2 separate regions of the Mus musculus genome follow, and region 2 is linked to region 1. The links are chromatin contacts, called in public Hi-C maps. All regions are on one chromosome and are shown on one strand. The core of a region is the stretch at or near the end of the contact, and the rest is flanking DNA. Distances in the headings are between cores, read along the strand shown. Region 1 overlaps Hephl1 (hephaestin-like 1). Region 2 has its middle 46 kb from the start of Gm39293.

What was found. Hi-C and Micro-C count contacts between places; a contact is called where the count stands out from the background.
Region 2: a Hi-C map of Sertoli cells shows a contact between it and region 1, with 2.9 times the contacts expected there. The contact joins two enhancer-like sites. A contact is called at or near these places in 1 of 39 promoter capture datasets (the SN4741 cell line), 3 of 484 Hi-C or Micro-C datasets (Sertoli cells, nephron progenitors and stem cell-derived germline stem cell-like cells), 2 of 115 datasets of contacts at active chromatin or transcription factors (both in embryonic stem cells) and 3 of 9 other capture datasets (adipose tissue, embryonic stem cells and pancreatic islet).

What each region holds. Positions count from the first base shown.
Region 1 is chr9:15,100,720-15,107,323 of GRCm38.p6, forward strand. All of the region lies in intron 1 of Hephl1 (hephaestin-like 1), which reads right to left. Among named protein-coding and RNA genes, the nearest start is that of Hephl1, 8.1 kb to the right of the region's middle. Within about 2 kb of position 3,017, at least 34 of the 459 cell types and tissues checked have an H3K27ac peak or open chromatin away from gene starts, as enhancers often do. A contact at or near this core is called in Sertoli cells, where this site is marked.
Region 2 is chr9:15,184,492-15,191,095 of GRCm38.p6, forward strand. No RefSeq gene overlaps it. Among named protein-coding and RNA genes, the nearest start is that of Gm39293, 46 kb to the right of the region's middle. Within about 2 kb of position 4,305, at least 16 of the 459 cell types and tissues checked have an H3K27ac peak or open chromatin away from gene starts, as enhancers often do. A contact at or near this core is called in Sertoli cells, where this site is marked.

The DNA of each region.
Region 1 (6,604 bases), core at 1,767-4,266:
AGAAGGTAGAAGCATTTAGGCAGACAGAGGAGGAGAAGACATGTGAGTGAGGCCAGAGACCCAGGTGCTCAGTCTGCGTGGCTAAATTACCCTACAAGAAGCCAGCTCTCATTTCCTTCCCTACCTGTTTTCCTTTCTCTTTGTTCTAAGTTCTCATCTTCTTCATGTTCTTGGCACACAGCACATCTGCCCATGTGTGAAGCTTCCACAACAGGTTTGTGTACCTGAACATTCAGTCCCCAGATAGTGGTGCTATTTGGAGACAGATGAACCTCTTGGAGGTGGGGCTTATCTAGCAATCATTGGAACTTGGGAACCAGGGTTGTTTTCTGGTTCAGCAAGATGTAACAAGTCACACCCAGGTCCTGCCTTTATCTTGTCCCTGTGTTAATGGACAGTATCCCTTAGATGGTTAATCTAAATTCGTCCCTCTCTACTTCATTTTTTGATTGTTTGGTTGGTTGATTGGTTTGCTTTGTTTCTCTGTATCTACTTCCAAGTATCTTTCAAAGTCAGTTGAAATGTTTCCCTTTTTATATATGTTTTATTTTATGTGAGTGCATTTTGCCTGCATGTATGTATGTAGACCACATGCATGTTTGGTGCCACAGAGGTCAGAAGAGTGCATCAGATACCCAGAAGTGGAGCTATGGATGGCTGTGAATAACTGTGTGGATGCTGGAAATCCAGCCCAGATCCTGTACAAGAGCAACGAGTGCTCTTAGCCATGGAGCCATCACTCCAGCCCCAGCTTCTTCCCTTTCTCTGTAAACTTAGTGCTCTGTGCAGATACCAGTAACAGAACGAGTTCTGTCTGTCCGTGAAGGGTATGCTTATCAAAGACAAACAACTTTACTATTCCTAACTCCCACTAATTTCCTAAAGTCTAATTTTCTACTGCAAATTCCATGGAAGCATTGCTGTTTGCCTTGAAACCTAAAATAAACAAACTAGCAAACAACAACCCTCTGAGTTTGCCCATAAATTGGCAAGTTAGAGGTGGGAGAGTGTTGCAAGCTATGTTTGCAGAAGAGCTTGGGTTGTCATGCCCGAGGCGTATCCTCCAGGCATGTAAGAATGGCAGGCATATTTTTGTCTTTTGTTTCATCTCTGGTATTAACTGCTTAGAAAAGTAGTCAGGGCTGAGGTGTGTCACATGGGGAAACGAGGGCGGTCACACAGCTGTCTGCTCTGGAGCTGATCTTGTCTGTGCTCAGGCCAGACAGGAGGCTGCATTATGCTTCAGGATCTTGCACGGCCTGTCTACACACGGATGATGCAATGCCTGGCACACAGTTGAGTTCTTCTGGAATGCTATGTCCAGGGAAAACTCCTTGCTTGCTCATATACTAGGTGCCCCTGCTAATCAAATGACACAGGCATCATCCCATGATGCCCAGCTCCAGGGTAAAGTGTGGCCATCATATCTCAGAAATCCAAAACATGCTATTATTGGCTTTAGTTTTCTGGGGCTGCCTATTAATGCCGGCTGGCCTCTTACAAACATCTTGCCTTCCTTTCAGTTACAAACAGTAGCAAGTTAAAAACAAAAGCATCTAAGCAGATATAGCATGACACTAAAGGCAAGCTAAAGCAATGGGACCAGTAAGAGGTTAGCAAGAAAAGGTGACACCAAGCCTGAAGACTAGGGCTTGATCCCTGGAAGCCATGTGGTAGAAATTTAGAACTGAATCCCACAAGTTGTCCTCTGACCTTCAGATGAATACTGCCACAAACATATACCACATGTACACATGAAGATAACATTTGGAAATGACTTTGAAGGAAGAGGGAATTCCAACTTGCAAAGATTCTCTGGGCGGAGGATTGTTCAGGACTGAGAGAAAGGCTTTGGTTAGTTTCCTATGATGGAGTTAGGGGACATGTCAGGGAGACCCCAAAGCTGTGTCCTTATAATAACAGGTGACCACTAAATCCAACTCCAAGGAGGACTGGTCTGTGGACCTCAGAGTAAGCATCATTGGCTCAGTCAAAGGGAGGTTGAGCATTTCCACTGCCTCACTGCCTTCTCTGCTCAGTGGTCAGCCCCTCCTTCAAGTGAGAACTGAACACAGCTTTGCAGATATCAGTTGGTTGAGCCCCAAATCACTCACCTGCCCAGGCACTGCCTCCCTGTTCTTCCCTGGACACTACTAGGACATGCCAACCCTGCCCACCCTTCATACTAATCACACCAGCCAGGAAAGCTGCCATGATGGCAGAAGCGATGGCTTCAAGACCTTCAGGAAGGAGTGGATCCTGCCCAGAGAAGAGTAAGTATCCCAGGAGCCATAGAGCCAGAACCCCAGAAGCAGAAACCTGGGTCTAGCTTCCAATCTATACAACAGGACCAACAAGGTGGCCATTTTGTTTAAAAAGTAGAGAATGGCTGTAATAAAGTCTAGAAAACAGACATGTTCTTCAACAGGTGCTATGTAAGTAACAGGATGACAAATCCATATCACATGGGGTGGGGGGGTCGTGTCAGTGCCATATTGTCACCAAAATACCAACACTGCACACCAGAATATGAAGTACAACCCATCTGCTTGGATGTTTTAATATACACATGAGAACATGCAATGAAAGCATCTAAAAATCCACTGGATGCCTGACAGAGACCACAGGCAAGAGTGGGGGATGGGATTGCTTATCTATTTATACTATAGGGGTTTTTATTTTGTACATATGACCTCACTTTCACTGTTAAAAATACTATACTATAAAATGTAAAAACACACTACTTAGAATAGAGGGTTTAGGCGATATAGCTACACCCTAGGGTTGGTACAGTTTAAACCAAAAAGGAACCTTGGATTTCCATGGCCACATTTCAGATTTGTGCACACAAAATGGAAATGTATTTAAAACATTGTTTTGGGGGTGTGCTGATTTGCTTTTTCTTGGGGGGAGTGGAGAACTCTCAGTAAAGCCCCTAATTGAACAGGCTTAGAGGAAAGAGTGAGTCACCCACGAGCTACCGAGCAGCACCAGCGTGGGCAGAGCTGCCTGATAACAACTGACAGACACTAGGTCACCCAGCAGGGCAGTGACAACCGCGATACTGTGCCTCTGCGCTCAGACTGATGGGTAAGAGGTTGTGCAACGGTCCTGGCCACTCAAGCAGGCTTTAGGATGCTCCACACTTCTCCACCCTGTCTCCTGGCACGCACAGGAGATCACATGAACTGAGCAGGCATGCTCACACACTGCTGGAAGGTCCTGACCCAAACCCCAAACCCCACTAGAGTCTTCCCCATCACCCTCTGAATCATAGGTGTTACCATGACTGGCCTGGAAAACCCATCAAACAAGAGAGGGGACAGAGCAGCAGGGGAGGAAAGTGTGGCTAACCTCCCCACAGCAGGGCAGCATGTCACACAGTTCCCTGAGTGATACAGCGACATGTCTTGCACGTGCTTAGGCAGATGTCAGTCCTGTCCCTCAACGTATGACTGTGGCTGAGATTTCTGTAGCAGTTGCTCTCTGATGTCACTAGGCAGTTTCATGGCAATCACTAGGGACATTTGTCCCATTTCAGGGCCACTGAATCAGACTTCCTGGCAAAGTAATAGCTTCCATATTTTCCCCACTCTTACTAAATTATTTTTTGGGTAAAACTTTCCTGAGCTTGCCCGTCTGCCTCGTGGTGGAAAGGTCCTGTTTCTGCACTAAGTTGTAACTCTAGGCTCCCAGCACACAGGGTGTCCATGGAAGTGGCACAAAGCATTCCTGGGTCAGGGCATGCATCACTGTAAGACCCTCTGCTCCTCTGCTGACAGGAGGGCTTCTATGAGGAGTGATAGCTCAAAATCAAAGCAGCCAGGACTTCCAGGTTCTGGGACAAAGGCTGTCCCTGGAGCTTGTCTGTGGCACTCTGTGAACAAGCCCTTGAAATGTGAAGGCTGTCACTGGCCTTGTAACCTGGCTGATGGCAAATGCATGGCTCTGGTATGCAGCCAGAGTTACAAATCATTCCTGTTGTCATCCATGCCATACAACAAAATCTATAGCGACCTGTTCTTTTGCTTTTGTTTTGTTTGGGTTGTTTGTTTGTTTGTTTGTTTGTTTGAGACAAAGTCTCACTATACAGCCCTGGTTGTCCTGGAACTCACTCTGTAGACCAGGCTGGCCTGGAACTCACTCTGTAGACCAGGCTGGTTGTCCTGGAACTCACTCTGTAGACCAGGCTGGTATAGAGACCCACAGGCCTCTGCTTCTGAGTCTTACCTGGCTTGTAATGAAAACTTTGACTGAAAAATACTGAAAGTAAAAAACAGTATGAGACCATATCAAACACCAGGAATAAATTTTAAAATAGTATTTTTAAAAAAGAAATTCAAAATGGTGGGGGGGGGGAAGGAAAAGAAGAAAGAATAGAAAGCCAGGTGCTTGAAGCAAGAGTTTCTTTGATCATCTACACAACACATGTCTGTGAGTATCCAGTGTGTGTAGAAGTCACAGGACAGAAGTCCTACTGCTGTGAATTGTAGAAGGCAATCCTTCTCAAGAAGCAGAGGCTCACTGGAGCTGAGCACAGCAACAGCTGCTGGCTAACAGAGAGATATCAGGTTCTCCTGTGCAGGAGTCCACTGTGGGCCAGAAGGTCCTCCGCTAGCAGCTGTCTGAAAGCCAAGGCGGGGAATTCCGTTGCCATTGCCAAGGCCACACTGATGGAAACAGTGACCTCCAGAGGCCAGTCAGATTGGCAGTGGTCAGAAGCTGTCCAGCCATGCTGAGGTGGGCTTCCGGGCTAGGGTCTGAGGAATTCATGGCTCACAAAGTGTGTGCACCCCACCAGAGATTCATCCCCTGCACATTTGGGGTTTATTTTTTCATCACCTTTCATGAAGCAACTGAGGTTTGGAACTATACATGGAGGCCAAGGTGTATCACTCTCAGTTCCTGTACTCAAGAGAGTTACATTTGACTGGGAAACCTACACACAGGTAAATGGCAGTGCCATGGTTTTGATGTTGATGCCAGTTATGCTATACAGAGCTGGAGTGATGGAGGCATGTGGATATGGGTAAAGATGAGTGGCAAGCTAAGGTCAGCAGAATATGTGACCCGGGCAGGTTAGGCTCTTAGCGTAACAAAAATGAAAACAGGACCATGTTAGACCAACCAGCACTGGGCAAGAAGGGTGGAGGCAGATTCCATGTTAGAACTCAGAAGCCACACCTTCCCTAATTAGATGGGTAATTGTTAACAGCAATCTGGGTTATGTGCTCTCATGTAATTCCTTCATTACGATTCCTGTAGTTCGGCCTGAAGCTTGGGTCTTCCTTGTCTCATTTGATTTTCATGGAAGTCTCTCGAAGTACACAGAACTTGTGTTTTAAAAAATTTCCTTAGCTGGGCTTGGTGGCGCACGCCTTTAATCCCAGCACTTGGGAGGCAGAGGCAGGCGGATTTCTTGAGTTCGAGGCCAGCCTGGTCTACAGAGTGAGTTCCAGGACAGCCAGGGCTACACAGAGAAACCCTGTCTTGAAAAACAAAAAACAAAAAACAAACACAAAAAAATTCCTCAAAGCTTTGTGACTAAGTGTGTCTAGTACAACAGAGCTCACACAGTTTTCGCTATAATCATTTCTGGTACAGCTTTCTTAGGTTAAAAGAGATACATAGCCACTTCAGTCTTTCTCTTTCCTAGTCTCTAGAAGTCCTTGAGATAAAAAGAGTGGTGACCATTCCTTATGAAAATGGAGGTCTAGATTGCAGAGAATCGGTCTCAAGCTAAGGAACACTAGACACCTTCAAAAGTCCAAGAGACAAGGAACACTGTCTGTCCCTTAAGACCCACAAAGAGTGTGGCTTTTATTTTATACTTGTAACTTCCAAAACTGGGAGAGAATAAATAGCTAGTGTCTGAATTCACTTAGTTTGTAACCAATTGGTCGAAGGCATAAGAAACCAATATACCCCCAAGTGTTGTTAACCCTACTTTTCTGAAAGATGAAGTCACTCTGGGGAAAGTCTATATGCCTGTAGTTCTGCCTGGAGCTTGGGTCCTACCTTATCTCATTTGATTTTCACAGTCTCATTGCCTAGAATCAGATGGGTCTCTGCAACATACAAAACTCAGAGTACAGAAAGGATGCTGAAATCCTTAGCTGCCACACTGTGTGTGCTTTAGATCACAGGGGCCCAGCAATGGAGGCAGGAAGAGCGGGAAGGAACAAGGAAGATGTCCCTGACTGCTGGGAGTGAGGAGACAGGAGCTTCCAGATGCTCATAGTGTCAATGGTTCCCCAATTTTCCTCATGACAGAGTTGAATTCTATCAAGAAGCACATACTGAATGATGCTATTTTCCAGTCTCCTATGAGTATCCACTGAAGTATATCAAAATTAGCTCAGTGGGATTTCTTCTTTTTCCTTTGTACTGGAGATTGACCTTGGGGCCTCACGTATAGGGAAGCACCCTACCACTGAGCTACATTCCCAGATGGTTGCGTGAGGTCCCCATGGTGATCCTTTAAAAGCTGATGCAGCATGAACACTCTTGAAGAAGGAAGCTTAGTGTTAGGATAGTTGGGCCAAAAACACAGACTATCCCTAAATTTCCACCATGCAGTCTGTCTACCTACTTTAGGATGCTC
Region 2 (6,604 bases), core at 3,055-5,554, 85 kb after region 1:
TATCACTTCTTACTGCTCATTCCCACTACTGTATTGATCCTTAGTTTATGGGGGAAATGTGGAGAATTAATATGTCTGCAGCAATATAGTAACGGCAGAGAAGGCTTTGTAATTTAGAGCACTCGTTGCTCTTGTACAGGAACCAGGTTTGATTCTCAGCACCCATTTGGTGGCTCACAACTATTCATAACTCCAGTCCCAGGGATCTGACACCTTTTTCTGGCCTCTACAAGCACCTGGCATGCATGGTGGTACACACACATACATAAACAGAAGAGGTGACTATAATAAGGAAGACTGGAGCCAAGAAGCGAAAACAGCATCAGACCCACCCATGCCTATGTCAATGAAAACACATGTTTAGAGCACCGGTTCTGCACAGGGAAGATCACACTAGGTAATAAGGATACAACCTGGAATACAGCACCAGCAGCGGGTATGACTGACACTACCCTCCCTCCCTGACTGCAGCCACAGATCAGAGGGAACCCAAAAAGCTACTTGAAACATTCGCATCTTCTCATCTCAAAATTTTCAAAGCTCCTTTGTTAGCACCCATTAGATTCAATCCCTTCCCGATCAGTGATGGGAAAGCCAACACTGACAGCGAACTGCTCCATCTCTCTCTCCCAACCCAGCCTCACAACATTGCCTCTTTGCAGCAGGGTCTGAGGACTTAATTACTTTGCTGTTCTTGATGATTTCTTATATCCAGCCCTTAAGGAGCTAGCTGGGCATGCCCTTCAAAAAAACCATCTATGAGGCCGCAAGGTGGCCTTGTTCCTTGATAACTTCCAAGGGCTGCAGGATAGTCACCTCATGAGTCAGTTCAGAGAGACAGAGTGAGACTGGAACAGGGTCTCTGGCCTCCATCCTCAGAGCTGAAGTGTCAGCCCCACCATCCTTCAAAGTCGACTGCTCATCATGAGAGCCTGAAATTTCTCTGCCCTCTCGTTATGCCTCATGAGTTTGTAGTAGGGCAGAAAGACTGAATGTGAATCGTTGGCATATGATAACCATATGACCTCAGAGAAAATTACCGTGAAGGCTTCGTTTCCTCATGTTCTAGTGATAATGACAGCATCAGTCACAGAGCTACTACTGAGCATCAAACACCCATGAGGAACTTCAGGAAACAGATATCCAAGCTCACCACTTACCCATGAAGCAAGTGCTTGAGGCCATGAAGACTCAGAGATAAAGTCATTTACTGGAACTCAACCTCAGTGGAGCTCTGACTAATCGCATACAAAGAATGGGTGACAAAGATGTAAAAGAGATCTGGCTGTGACACAGACCACCATGTTTGCCAGAGATGATTCAGCTAATATGTCTAGTAGGTATGTGTCCTCTTCCTCCTTCTGTCCCTAAACTGTGTGCATCTCCCAAAGCAGCTCACTGGATGTTCTTGCAGAGAACCTGGGTCCTGATCTCAACACTGCACAGAAGCTCACAACTCTGTAACTCCAGGTCCAGGAAATACCACGACCCCTTCTGGCCTCAAAAGGTACCAGGCATGCATGTGGTGCTCTTACATGCATGCAAGCAATTCATAAAACTCATATTCATAAAAATAAAATATACATCTTTGTTTTGTTTTGTTTAAAAAAAAGAACAGATGCTGAGCCAGATGTGGTGACACACACCTCTAATCCCAGGTGCTTGGAAGGTACAGGAAAGGAGGATCAGGGGTTCAAAGTCATCCTCTCTCTCTCTCTCTCTCTCTCTCTCACACACACACACACACACACACACACACACACAATTTTAAAATAAGTAATTTTATCCAGCCTGGGAGCTCACAGCCACAATCTGAACCAGCCAGGGTATGGAAGAAACAGGACCCTTGTGTGTGATAGTCAGAGGAGCAGCAAGCAAAGACCAGCCTCCCTCTGGAACACTGATGCCCTGGCTTTTGTGAACATGAGAAAACTGATGAGGTGAACTGCATTAAGCCACATGGCTACCCAGTGGCAGATCCAGGACTAAACTTCAGGCCTTCTGGTACCAGGTTCTCAAGACGCTGTTTGCTGCCTGATGTCATGGCAGGAGCCCATGGTCAACACACTGCTCTTTTCTGGGTCCACAACTACAGATACAGAGGGTTTGGTTTTGTTTGTTGTTTGTTGTTTGAGACAAGGTTTTTCTGTGTAGCCCTGGCTGTCCTGGAACTTGCTCTGTAGACCAGGCTGGCCTTGAACTCAGAGAGATCTGCCTACCACTGCCTCCCAAGTGGTGGAATTAAAAGTGTGCACCACCATGCCTGGCTCAGAGCACATTCTTGACTCAACTAAAGGAGGGAAAGGAAGCAGCTAGCTTTGAATGTGTACCTCCTCAAATGCCAAGTTTTTGACAAGTGTTTTGTAAATACCTCATCACCTCTTCCCAGGGAGGAAAGCTTGATTTGCAGAAAAGGAAACAGGACTTCAAAGCACAACTTCCAACAGTAACACAGGAGTGGGGTAGGCTCAGGCAATTGTGAATAGAAACTTAAAATATAATTTTATGCCCAGATATGAAACTCCTCAAATTATCTAAAGAAAAAAAGAAAAGGAAAAGAAAGTAGAGGAGAGGAGAGGAGAGGAGAGGAGAGGAGAGGAGAGGAGAGGAGAGGAGAGGAGAGGAGAGGAGAGGAGAGGAGAGGAGAGGAGAGAAGAGAAGAGAAGAGAAGAGAAGAGAAGAGAAGAGAAGAGAAGAGAAGAGAAGAGAAGAGAAGAGAAGAGAAGAGAAGAAGGTAAAGTCTACTGCTTGAAGTAGCACTGTGAATGGTAGAGAGGAGTCGGGAGTTGCCAGGGCTAGGGTGACAGCCTTGAAGCCTGTAAGTTCTAAGGAGGACTCTGGGCTTTTACTCTCCTCCCATCTTCTAGCATATAACACTAACACATAATGACAGTGCTGAATGCAGAGTCCTAATGTCAGGGTGCTTACTCAGTCCATTTACATCCAAACATAAAGCTACTTTTCTTCTGATTGTAGCTATTAATTTGTCCCAGGATGATTTTCGGGTGAATGCCCCTTTGACTGCGTGTCTATCTGGGTTTGGGTGCTCTAATTGAAAGCATTAATGGATCAACAAGCGTAGCTCTTATTTCACCCTTTGGGTTTCAGAGTCTTTCCTTATGAACTATGATGAATGCTTTTTAAAAAGGCAAATGTACACACAAAAAGAAAAGAAAACAAAGATAAAAGCAGAACCACGTAGGGGAACTGAGAGTCTGACATGAGGGAATGTGGTGGTTTGAATGAGGAATCTCCCCCACAGGCTTGCGTGTTTGAACACTTGGTCCCCAGTTGTTCGTGGTATCTGGGGAGATTATGGAACCTTTGAGTTATAGGCCCTTGACAGAGGGACTGCATCATTGGAGGTGGGCCTTAGCAATAGGCAGCCTTATCCCACTTTTTGTTTTATATGTGTGTGTGTGTGTGTGTGTGTGTGTGTCTTTGTGTGTGTAGGTATCTCTCTGTCTGTTTGTCTGTCTGTCTGTCTGTCTGTCTCCTTCTCCCTCTCCCTTGCCTACTTCCAGTATGTGAATGAAAGTGTGACCAGACAGCATCCTGGCTCCTGCGCCTTGCCTTACCCTGCCTGTTGTTACCCTTCACTTCTATAATGGACTCTATCTCTCCAGAATCACAAACCAAATAAATCCATTCTTCTTTCAGTTTCTTCTGGTCATAGTGTTTAATCGGCAATAGAAAAGTAAGCAATGAAGAGAGTGGCTGCTCTCAGCCAGGCACCTCCCTAAGTCACCGCTGTAAGCAGTGGTATGTTATATAGAATAATGCTGTGATTCGAGTTCGAGATCTAGATGTCCTGGTGGTCACAGGAAATAACTGCCATGTTGCCCAAGCCAAAAGTTACAGCCTATGTCTAAACTAGAAAACATTTAGAGATAGGCTAGTCCTGGGCACTCTGGTACCCACACAACAGCAGCACATCCTGAGCAGCCGTTGCTGCTGATCTCAATAAAGAGACACTAGAAAACTGCCCCACCCCCACCTCACCCCTACCCAGTCTCTGTGTATCAAATCCTGCACTCTCCAGTCCCTGCGCAGAGCCAGAACAGTTTGAGTCTGTCCCCTTTCCCCCTGACCTCCCTCCCCGCCAGAAGACGCCAACCTTGGGAACAAATGAAAGGCAACCTATCCTCCCCTGATTAGCAACCAGAATTTCTCCAGTGCAGATGGCTCCTGCCCTTGAAAGAAGCAGGAGCCAATATCCTTGAAGGGATAAAAGCCCACTCTTGGACTATGGGGAAAAGACAACTAAGTGTTCCCAGACAGCTGAGACCAGGTTGTAAAATACACTAGCTTCTGATAACACAATGAGTGACTTTTCCCAGGTCAGGAAGGTCCCTCTCCAGCTGCACGGTTCTTTCTGCCCCGCTGTCTGAACAAACGTTATCAGGTTTGAAGGACAGCATTCCTTTAATTCTCATGGAATGCCTCTCATGGAATGCCAAGGCTTGAAAGCCCTGCTTGTGATTTGTTTTTCCTTTATAAACGCCCTTCACTTAGACCTGGGGGTTCACTCTCCTTCATGTTCCATCAGAAAGGTTGGTGGCCCAAGCTCGAGCTTGAATAAAGACCCTCATGTGATTACAGCGGGTTGTGACTCCTGGTGATCTCTTTGGAGTTTTTACAATCTGGGCACAACATGAGCTCCCTCTGTGGGCCTCAGAGAAGTCAAGGCAGATGATGCTTTGTATTCAGATTAGAACATGCCTTCAAACACATTTAAAGTCAGAGATGCGGTCCAGCCCTACCACCTGTACTTCACACTGAGGAAGAGAAAGAAGCTGAGAGAAGCAGCTGTGGAGGATTATGTAGCACTGGCCAGACAGAGACACAGTTCCTGTTGGGATTTTTGTCAGGGACACAGGTAGAATTATCTAAGAAGAGGGAACCACAATTGACAAAATGTCTCCAAAACATCACCCTGTAGGCAGGCCTACGTGGCATTGCCTTAGTGATTGATGTGAGAGCCCAGCCCATTGTGGGTGGGGTCATGCCTGGCAGGTAGTCCTGGGGAAAGAAAGTAGGCCTAGGAAGCCAGTCAGCAGTCAGTTGTCATCTCCAGTTACATTCAGCAAGTGTTTCAGCTTTACTTCCGGTTTAAACCGGAACAGATATGGTAAGTTAATCTGTGTATACTTTTCTTTTGGAAAAGTGTGCTCTAGAATCAAATGATCCACTTACAGGAATAACCATAGCCACACACTTTCAGTCTGCTTAGTTCCTGATCCAGATTTCTGCTTGTAGTTCCTGTTAGTGTAAGACTCTGACAAGCTTTAGCTTATTGGGGATCCCCTGAGTGAACCATGCTGAGCCAGAATCGAGGCAAAAAGCAAGAGGAACTTATTGTTCCAATGTGTGGGGTCGTCCTGCACCTTCGGTGCAGTGGTGACCACATGCAGCTCATTGAGTGAGCTTTTTATAAAGCTTCCAGGGCAGCAGCCATTAGCCACAATGTGACTGGCAGAACAGTGTGACTTTTTAAACTGATTGGTCTTTAGGGAATGAGGTGGCAAGGACTTTCCTTGTCTGAAGGTGGGCAAGGTCCATCCTGCTCCTGCAGAATGTGCCCCACCTGCAGGTCATTCCCTTCCTGTGGTCTGAGTAATTAGCCTCTCCATTCCAGAGGGGCAAGTGTTCCATGACCCTCCCAAAGTTCCTGACCTGACCTTTTCATTAGCATTCTGTCTAAACTTTACCCCCACACACAGTTACCTGGCAACACCCAGGTAGGCCTGACCCACTGTAAAAGGGGCTGCTTGTCTCCTCCTCCTCTTCCTCCTCCTCCTCCTTCCTCTCTCTCTCTCTCTCTCTCTCCTTCTTGCCTCTTGCTCTCTTGCTCCCTCTTGTTCCCCCTCTCTCTTCATTCCCTTCCCTCCTCTCTCCACATGATCATGGTGGGCCTCTACTTCTCTACTCTCCCTCTCTCTGTCTTTCTCCATCTCTACTACCCTCTTAACTCCCCTCTATTCTGTACTCTACCATCATGTGGCTGGTCCCTCAGGGGGAAGGAATACCTCAGCATGTGCCCACTGAGACATCCCCTTCCCCCACACTTCCATAGAACGTATCTTATACCTCTTTATCTTTTTGTAAACACATCAGTTCATGTCTTGGCTTCTCTCAATTCTCTGTGACCTGAGATATAAGTCAAATAACACCTCTCCTCCTCAAGTTTGTTTTAGCCATGGTGTTTTATCATTGCAATAGAAACACTAACTAAACACAAATTGGCACCAGAAGTAGGGTATTGATGTGACAGCCTGACAGAGCATTTGATTAAGGTTAGAATTAAGAATTTGGGACTGATGAGATGGCTCAGCAGGTAAGAGCACCTGACTGCTCTTCCGAAGATCCTGAGTTCAAATCCCAGCAACCACATGGTGGCTCACAACCATCCATAATGAGATCTGGTGCCCTCTTCTGGAGTGTCTGAAGACGGCTACAGTGTACTTACACATAATAAATAAATAAATCTTAAAAAAAAAAAAGAATTAAGAATTTGTAGTTCTGACCTTAAAACGATCATCCATCATGATCAAGTAGGCTTCATCCCAGGGATGCAGGGATGGATCAATATACAGAAATCCAT